2 separate regions of the Mus musculus genome follow, and region 1 is linked to region 2. The links are chromatin contacts, called in public Hi-C maps. All regions are on one chromosome and are shown on one strand. Each heading gives the region's core, a stretch centred on a gene start, on an enhancer-like site or on the middle of the called end of the contact. The rest is flanking DNA. Distances are from core to core; before and after follow the strand shown. Region 1 has its middle 15 kb from the start of Smchd1. Region 2 overlaps Lpin2 (lipin 2).

Region 1 (4,792 bases), core at 728-3,227, 280 kb before region 2:
AAGGATCATGAGACCCCATCAGAACTAAAGGGAAAAGGGAGGCGCAGGGCAGAAAGACACTCAGTAAACCATCACTCCTCATCACTAATTATCTAGGGCTAAAGAGTCCCTGAGCCACAGGCACAAAGTTCCGTGTACATAGATAAAGAAATGAGAATAACAGCTTTTGCTTAACATTTAACAAGTTTCAAAAGTATCCCTTCTTTTTCCTTTACTGTTTTTTGGTTTGGTTTGGTTTGGTTTGGTTTGGTTTGGGTTTTTTTTTGTTTGTTTGTTTTTGATTTGTTTGATTTTTGGAGACAAGGTTTCTTTGTTTAACAGCTCTGCTTGTTCTGAAACTCTCTTTGTAGACCAGGCTGGCCTGAAACTCACAGAGGGAGATCTGCCTCTGCCTCCTGAGTGCTAGGATTAAAGGCATAAACCACCATACCCGGCTTGACTGTTAAGTTTTATTTATTTATTTGTTTGTTTGTTTGTTTATTTATTTATTTATATTTTAATTTTTTATTTTTTTGTTTTTCGAGACAGGGTTTCTCTCTGTAGCCCTGGCTGGCCTTGAACTCAGAAATCTGCCTGCCTCTGCCTCCCGAGTGCTGGGATTAAAGGCGTGCACCACCACGTCCGGCTGATGGTTAAATTTTATCAAATAACTTGTAGGGATTCTAGGACATGGATTGTGACTTTTTTCTAAATATTTCCATATGATCACTTTCTCAGCCTGGGGCTGTAACTCAGTGGATAAGCACTTCCCTAGACCCTGAATTCAATTTGAAGTTCTGTCTGAAAAACAAAACATCCCTAGAATAAATACCATTTATGAAATTTATGGAATTTAGAGTCATGGTATGGCTCTCTGCTGCTAGATTTAACACTTGGGTTTGCTTGGATTAGTTGTTTATTATTATTAATAATGTGTATAAGTTTTTGCCTGCATGTATGTCTGACCCACATACATGCCTATGTCCACAGAGACCAGAGGATATTGGATCCTTGGAATTGCAGATGGATTTTAGCCACCTTACCCTTGCTGTGAATCAAATCTGGGTCCCCCGGAGCCATCTCTTCAGCTCTGTTGGTTTGTTTTTGAGGGATGGGTCTGGCAACTCATGGCTGACTTCCTGTCTCAACCTCCTATGAGCTAAGATTATAGATTCTAAGCAATAGATAGATAGATAGATAGATAGATAGATAGATAGATAGATAGATAGATAGATAGATATGCCCAGCTTTTTTGTTTTCTCTCTGAGGTGGAGTCACCCTATACTGTCCATGCTGGTCTCAAGTTTAGTGATCTCAGCTTTCCACTTCAGTCTCCAAGTAGCTGGGACTAAGTATTCTACTTTTTAAAATGTATCCAAAAAAGAAATAAAAGAAAGTAAAAATAAATAAATAAAAATTAAACTTCTCTAGGATAAAAGTCTTAAAATCTGGGAGTGATACTACATGCTTGTCATCCCAGAATTTGGGTGGCTAAGGTAGCCAAGATCTGAAGTTTGAGGCCAGCCTGGGATCCTGTCTTACACTTGCACGTGTGTGTGTGTGTGTGTGTGTGTGTGTGTGTGTGTGTGTGTGTGTATGCAAAGGCGGCCTGGAGAGAATTTAGACTGAAGGTAAATAACCTGAATCCCAGAGAACTTAGAGCAGCTTTTCTGCTTCTCAGTCTTAGGTAAATATTTTAGTGAGGCCTCGGGGCTAGTGAGCTGGTTCAGTGGGTCAAAGGTGCTGCTCTCCAAGTCTGGTAACCTGAGTTTGATCTCCAGAAACCACGTAGCAGTGGAAGGAGCAAAGCAGTTCTGCCAAGTATTCTAGAAATCAAACCCTTGTCCAAGAAGCTGAATTGAGCAAAATGGTGACATGAACAAAGCAAAAGAAACTAAATGTTATGCAACTTTAGCTCTCACGTCGCCAAGGAACATAACACTAACCCAGGGTACGGTGTCATGGGACAGGAAGATAAGAGTAAATGTGGGCTGGTAAAATGGCTGAGTGTGTGGGTCGGTGGGTGGATGGGTGGTTGGGTGAGTGGGTGGGTGGAGAACAGGATGTGCCAAGGCTGTGAAAGTCTGTAACCCTGGAGCTGCTTATCCTTCATAGACTCTCCAGCCTCGGAATGAAAGAGAGAGATAAGCTTTAAAGCAAGCCACTTCACCCACTAGAGCCTAGCAGGGTTAAAATACAACTAGAGAAAGTAGCCTGTAACGGCTCATTGAGGGAAGGGAAGAGTTAGGTGATCTCTCCTGAGAAAGGACGAAAACACAGCCTGTTCAGGAGCCAAAGAGGCCACCTCATGGGGCTGGAGAGAGAGCTCAGTGGTTAAGGGCACTGGCTCCTCTTGCAGAGAACTCTGGTTCAGTTCACAGCCTTCCCATGGTGACTCACAACCATCTGTAACTGCAGTTCCACGGGATCTGACACCGACTTTAGGTCTCCACAGGCACTGTGCACACATGGTACACTTACATAAATGCAGTGCAAACATTCATACACACAAAAATAAAACTTTTTTTTTAAAAACAAGGCCATCTTGGAGAACATTGGGGGTTCTCTATCTTTAAAAAGAATATAGCCAGTTGTACATATCTGTGATTCCAGCACCCCAAAGGCTGGTACAGGAGGATATCCCCCAGTTTCAGTCCAGCCTGGACTATATAGTGAGACCCTATCTCAAAAAGCAAAACAAATCAAGAAAATACAAACCACAGGAGATTAAGCAGATGTGTAAAATATTTGTTGTGTAGGCACGACGACCTGAGTTCAGATCCCTAGCACCCTCATAAAAAGCCAGGCATGGTGGGGTGTCTCTAACCCCAGTGCTGGGGGTTTGGACAGACAAGTGGATCCTGGAGCTGATTGGCTAGTCCACATAGCTCATCTGTGAGCGACAGATCCAGGAGAAACCCTGTTTCAGAAAATCTGATGAAGAGAGATAAAGGAAGATACCTCCAGTGGGCCTCTGACCTCCATGTGCCTGCACACACGTGCATGAACACAAACATGCACACAAAAGACTCAAACAGCAGTGTGCTACCAGAGGGATGAACGAATCCTTTATTAGGAAAACAAATCCTTTATTACTGTGGTGATTTGAATAGGTATGGCCCCCGTAGACTCATGTCTTTGAATGCTCGGCCTACAGGGAGTGGCACTATCAGCAGGCATGGCCTTGTGGGAGTAGGTATGGCCTTGTTGGAGGAAGTGTGTCACTCTGGGAGCAGGCTTTGAGGTTTCCCTATGCCCAAACTACACCCAGTGTGGCAGACAGTCTACTTCTGCTTTGTGGAGATCAAGTTGTAGAACTCTCAGTTCCTTTTCCAGAGCCGTGTCTGCCTGGATGCTGTCATGCTTCCTGTCATGATGATAATGGACTCAACCTCTGAAACTCAGCCAGGCCCAATTAAATGTTTTTCTCTATAAGGGTTACCATGGTTACGGTGTCTCTTCAGCGTCACAGGTAGAAAAGTATCTTCTCGTAGTACACTCAGACCCTGAATTGCCTCCTACCTCCTCCTCCAGACTGCTGGGATCACAGGCATATAACACCAAACCTGGTTTATTCAGCATCTTTGGAGTGCGTCGGCTTTGAATGTGAAATGTCCCCTTGGAGGATCATGTGTTGAATGCTTGGTCCCCAGCTGATGGTGCTGTGTGGGAAGGTGATGGAAGCTTTAGGTGACACCTGGTTGGTGGAAGTATGTCACTAGAGTGACAATGGCCATGTAGGCTATACCTGGTGCCTTCCTACTGTTTTTATCACGAGGTGACTTAGCTTCTGCCACACGGCATTCAGGAGTAAGTTCAAGTTTAGAAGACAGGAAAAGAATTCCAGATCATTTCTTCCCCAACACCTTCATTCTTTCCATCATGAAAGAAATGCAGAAAAGTGTTCTCTTGAATGTTTAATTTTCAGGAGAGAAGGAAAAGATGTTGGATTGAGTTAGGCTAGACCTGGAGTTGACTAAGAGAAGGGGAAATGGCTAATCCTGGCATACCAGGTGACACAGGGATGGAAGGGGCCAAACAGGGAGTAGGGGGTGGGAGCAAGTCATAGATAAAACAAGTCCAGGGGGCTGGAGAGATGGCTCAGCAGTTAAGAGCACCGACTGCTCTTCCAGAGGTCCTGAGTTCGATTCCCAGCAACCACATGGTGGCTCACAACCATCTGTAATGGGATCTGATGCCCTCTTCTGGTGTGTCTGAAGAGAGCAATGGTATACTCATATACATAAAATAAATAAATAAATCTTAACAAAAAACAAAACAAGTCCAGAAGCTCACAACCTGCGGGGTTATTGGGAGGTGAATCATAGACTAAAAACTACAGATGGGATGTCTAGAAGAAAATTTCCATCCATGGCAAAGAAAGGGACTAGGGGATAGGGGTGTGGCCTAGTTATAGAGTACTTGCCTGGCATGCTTGAAACCCTGTTTGATCCCCAACACCCATAAGATGGGTGTGATGGTTTGAATGAGAATGAGCCTGCCCCCAAAGGCTCATATACTTGAACATTTTGCACACACACACACACACACACACACACACACACGCATGCGCGCGCACACACGCACATACACACACGCACACACGCACACACACACACACGCACACAGACAGGCACACACGCACGCACGCACACACACACACACACACACACACGCCATTGGCGGAACTGACTGAGAAGAATTAGGAGGTGTATTACTGGATGTGGGCTTTGAAGTTTCAAAAGCTCACATGATTCCCAGTTGTGTCTCAAGATGTGAGCTCTCAGCTACTGCTCCAGTGCCAGTCTTGCCT
Region 2 (4,787 bases), core at 749-3,248:
ACACACATCTGCTCAGCTTCTCACTTACACAGAGGACAAATGCCTGCACACATCTGCTGCAGCTCCACTCAAAGGCCAAAAGCCTGAGTCAACCTATCAATTAGAAACCTGGTTCCAGAGAACGGTGGGGGGCGGGTATGGTATGGTGGGAGAAACTTCTGAGAAGACCCCCAAAAGAAATTTTACAAACAGATCCTTGAACATCTATGGAGAAACAGCTCTAATATGAAAGTACTAATAGTGTCACTACAAAAACCACAAAGGAAACAAACACAGAAAGCACTAACTATGGCTAGACAACCCTGCCCTAGAGTAGAAGCTGCCAGGCCAAGAAGTAACACTGTAGCTGCTTCTGCTTTCTAATGGGATCAAGCAAAGGCTAGTCTGAAAAATCCAGTGGGAAATGATTTTATAACACCCAAAGAGATGGTTTCTCTTTGAAAAATAAAGTCTAGTTTTGGAAACCCACTTTCTTTCAGTTTCAAAAACCCAAAGCCTAAGTAGAGGGAGATGTATATCCAAAAAAACACCAGCAAAAACCTCTTTAACTTGTGCATGTTGGTCCTTCGGCACCCACCCTTCCACTGTGCTACCCAGTGGCAAAGTGCTCCGAAATCTTAGTAAGAGTTGCTGACATTATTATCACCATGTGGAAGACAATGTGGAAGTGAAAAGTTGCCAAATACATGCTCTACAAAGTTTTATCATTAACTCTGTTTTAAAACCTACCATACACACAATTCAAAAACCTTCTTATTGCCCAATACTTGAGGGAAATGATAATTTAAAAACATCCAAACACTGCCCCCCATTAAATGCAAAAGAGGAAAAATACAAACATTCAATTGGGGTGTTTATTTCTTTTAAATAAATATAATCTACACTTGATTACATGAGCTTAGTCTACCTACTCATAATCAGTACAACAATATTATCATATATGTTTGTGTGTATGTATCAATCAATCAATCAACAGGCTCTCCTGTGTCTCAGGCTGGCCTCGTGCACCTCTGCTATGTGGCTGAGCTGAGAATGCTCCTGTCCTTCTGTCTCTACCTCCTCAGTGCCTGCACAGGCTTGGTGCATGGTATGCAAATGTTTTGCTGACTAAGCTGTATCTCCAGACTGCATTATTTTATTTTTAGAGAGCCTTTTTTTTTTTTTAAACTGAGGATTTAAAGCATGTACATGAGCCACAGGGTACACGGGTCAAGTCACTGGATGACTTCTGAGTGTGTTCTCTTGTTGCACCCTGTGGGTCTCAGGACTGATGGAGAGAGCCTTTACCACTGAATCATCTTGCTGGCCCTACACTATTTTAAAGTGCTATATTAAATAAAGCAAAATTTCTTTTTCAAAATAAGCCCAACTTCCTCATTTGTAATTATCTCCAGTTTTGTTCTGAGTCTCTTCATGATTTCAGTTTCTTTTTCATTTGGAGAAACTTTCTATAAGAGAGTCTTTTGAATTTAGAAGCCAATTCAAAAGCAGTACCTATAAAGTTGGTTTCTTACCATGGTCTTCAATAGCATGCAAGTTTAAAAAAAAAAAAAAGAGTAAGAGGAAGGGGCCGGTCACCATGGTGACCTGTGCACTCACCACTTTCTCCTTGGACCTCAGGACACCCAGCTTCCCGAAGCGTACGTGAAAAGGCGAGCACTGGTAGGAGCCATCCTGCTGCCTCACCACGACCACATCGATGCATCCAGACAACGTGGCTTGGTTAATGCCCTTGTAGAGTTCCTTCACAGTGACGAGCACCTGCCCAGCCAGCTGGCCCACATAATTCATGGTTTGAGACTGAGAAAAGAAAACGATGTCAGCACTAACTTTGACAACTAACAGCAACGACATAAAGAGTTTGATTAAACATACACTCTGCTCTGCTGTCCAGAGCCCATTGCTCTCCTGCTGCCCCAGCTACATCACACATATGTCTCAGACTGGCAGTGCCTCTAAGTGGGGTTGGAGGCTGTGGAAGTTCTGTTTCCTTCCACACCCCAGGGTGGGGCCAACTGTCTTCATCTCCCTCCACCAACCGCTCAGGACCTGCAGTACTATGTCCACTCTGACCACAGGAGGCAAGGACAGGAGGACTGTCACCTCCAGGGGAAGCTTGGGATTTATCTTTGCAGAGAGACAAGGGATACAACTGAGAACCGAGATCTTCTGGTTCAGATACATCAGGTACATGCTGCGTCAAGCGAGCTGTGGTAAGCTGCGCCAAGACTAACACACGTACCATGACTTCAGAACCTCAACATGGCATAATGGGACATAACGTTTGTGTCCCACAATGTTCAGAGCACAAAAGGGGTTTTGGTTTCTCAACTTCAACTCACTACTCAAATCAAGATCACCAGAGCTCTGCAATTCAAAAGAGAGAGGGTACATCTAAATCTGGCTTCACCCCTTACCCTGACTCATCCACTGAAAAACCCAACCCACACCAAAACAAACCCATTAGTCCTCAGGCTGTCAGCTCTCCCTCCAGCGGGTGAACACACCATCACTCAGCAGACACCTTTATGTTACGTTAAAGCCAAATCCACAGAGAGTCCATCCCCTGGATGTAGGATCAGAAAAACCTCCAGCTTTAGGCTAATGCAGAAGTCAATTTTTATTGGACTCTAGGAGTAATGAGTCCAAACTATTAACTGCGCAGAGTGGCCTCTCTAAACCAGCTCTGGTTGCCCTAAGCTCAAGATTCCATATTTGCAAAGTTCTAGAGAGACATTCTGTGTTGTCAGGTAAGTCCTAGGTGGAACAGGGACAAAGTGCTGATCCCCTAAAAAAAATGAAGTGGACCTGCCAGGTCCCATCAGCACATAACTCAGCCTACTGGCCAGAGACAGTCAGTGCCTAAGGCAAGACAGACTCCACTCAACAGTCTATACAGAGATGACTGTAACCACAGTCTAGCTGTTGAGTAGCCTGAAGCATATAATCCTGATTATTCCCCTGGGTATTCCAAGGTTTCCAACTGCACATTCCAAAGAGCTTGCTTTGTGCAATGTACACAAGCAGCTACATTTACTACGATCTCCTAAGGTGGAGGATGTCATAATTATAAAGAAAATATGTTATAGCCATGAAACAATTATAAACAGGTGGCTTTGGTTTTAGGATGAGGATGGTTGCTTTTATTTTGATAGCAAGGCCAGATTAAGCACACATCAAATACTTAATTTTTGAAAAAAAAATTTTTTTGAGATAGAGTCTCACTGTACAGTCCTGGCTGGCCTGAAACTCAAGACATAGACTAGGTTGCTTCTGAGCACAGAGGGATCTGCCCACCCCTGCCTCCTGGATGCTGAGATTAAAGGTGCCACCACTCCTGACCAACCTTTCTCTCCAGGGTCTCTTTGTAGTCAAGATGGCCTAGAACTTAAGACAACTTTAGTCTCTAAAGTGTTGGGATTACAGGTGTGTGCTACTATATTTGACAATAATTATTTCTTGAATAAGGAAAGAACTATCAAATGAACTACCAATAAACAAGCTAAAACCAATAAACAGCTAAGAGTCATTACTGTACTATGTGCAGCAGAAATACTATTCCATCAGATCACTCATGGATAATCTCATTGTATTTTTTCTTTTTGAAATGGTCTTACTATGTAGCCCCAGCAGGCCTGGAATTCACTATGAGGACGCTACCGGCCTGGACTCACAGAGACCCACTTGCCTCTGCCTCCTGAGCACCACTATTCCTGGCTCATTATGTTTTTAAAGATTAACATTTCTGGATCCAGAGTTCAGAAGCGGCCTGGGCTGCATGAGATCCTACCTCTAATACAGCAAATAAACAACAGTAAACTGCTGTGAGATCAGTGTAGACCTTCAGAGCTCCAAGAAAGAATATGGCTGCCCCAAATCCTCTACTGAGCGTCCACTCAACTGAGTGTCTTTTACTTGGTGTTAATTGGGATGCACAAGCAAAATATCATAACAAGGACACCAACAATCGCAGGTAATGACGGAACACGCCAGGCAGCGTTAACGCACGCCTTTAATCCCAGCGCTTGGGAAGCAGAGGCAGGTGGATCTCTAAGTTTGTAGCCAGCATGGCCTACAAAGTGAGTTCTAGGACAGCCAGGGCTACACAGAGAAACCCAGTCTAGGATGGGGGTGGGATTGTGAAAACCCGAAATTCCACCATCAGCACAACAATCCTGTTGCCCCATACAGTCACACACATTTTTCTCTTGCCTTCTCCTCCCCAGTCCCTGGCAACATTAATATGTTTTCTATTTCTGAAATGTCTGCCATTTAGAAAGGAAGTCATACACACAGCACCATGAAGAATGTAGCCTTTTAGGACTGCCTTCTTTCCCTCATAATTCTCTGGAGACTGATCCAGATGGCTGTATTAATGAACTCATTCTATTTTATTGCTGCACAGTATTTCATGGTATAGACTTACCATTAAAAAGAAAACAAAACAACCCTCCCCCCAAAATAAACCTCTTGTTGAAGAACAAGTAACTGCAGTTTCTGGCTATTACAGATAAAGGCACAATTTTAAGTATCCACACACTGTGTGTGTACAACTGAGTGCAGCTTGTCCGTTGTAAACCACTACAGGCGTGGCTGTTTCGGAGCAGTCAGACTACTTTCCAGAGCTGCTCTACCATTTTATCTTCCCACCAGCAATGTCTACGAGGTGAAGTTATCTGGCATTGGCACACAATGAGGCAGTACTGTTTGGCCATGATTACAAAGATTTGCATTTCTTTAATACCTAACAAAGCTGAACATCCATCTTTTCATGCACTGCTCTGCCC

The links. A called contact is a pair of places that touch in the nucleus more often than the background predicts.
Region 1: a Hi-C map of the G1E-ER4 cell line shows a contact between it and region 2, with 2.9 times the contacts expected there. The contact joins two enhancer-like sites. A contact is called at or near these places in 4 of 484 Hi-C or Micro-C datasets (the G1E-ER4 cell line, the HL-1 cell line, the HPC-7 cell line and 1 more) and 3 of 115 datasets of contacts at active chromatin or transcription factors (CD8 T cells, bone marrow-derived macrophages and effector CD8 T cells).

Annotation. Positions count from the first base shown.
Region 1 is chr17:71,488,351-71,493,142 of GRCm38.p6, reverse strand. No RefSeq gene overlaps it. Among named protein-coding and RNA genes, the nearest start is that of Smchd1, 15 kb to the right of the region's middle. Within about 2 kb of position 1,977, at least 45 of the 459 cell types and tissues checked have an H3K27ac peak or open chromatin away from gene starts, as enhancers often do. A contact at or near this core is called in CD8 T cells and the G1E-ER4 cell line, where this site is marked.
Region 2 is chr17:71,211,977-71,216,763 of GRCm38.p6, reverse strand. Lpin2 (lipin 2) reads right to left here. Exons shown (of 20, transcript NM_001357791.1): 2 at 1,600-1,800. The coding sequence starts at 1,791. Among named protein-coding and RNA genes, the nearest start is that of Lpin2, 31 kb to the right of the region's middle. Within about 2 kb of position 1,998, at least 75 of the 459 cell types and tissues checked have an H3K27ac peak or open chromatin away from gene starts, as enhancers often do. A contact at or near this core is called in CD8 T cells and the G1E-ER4 cell line, where this site is marked.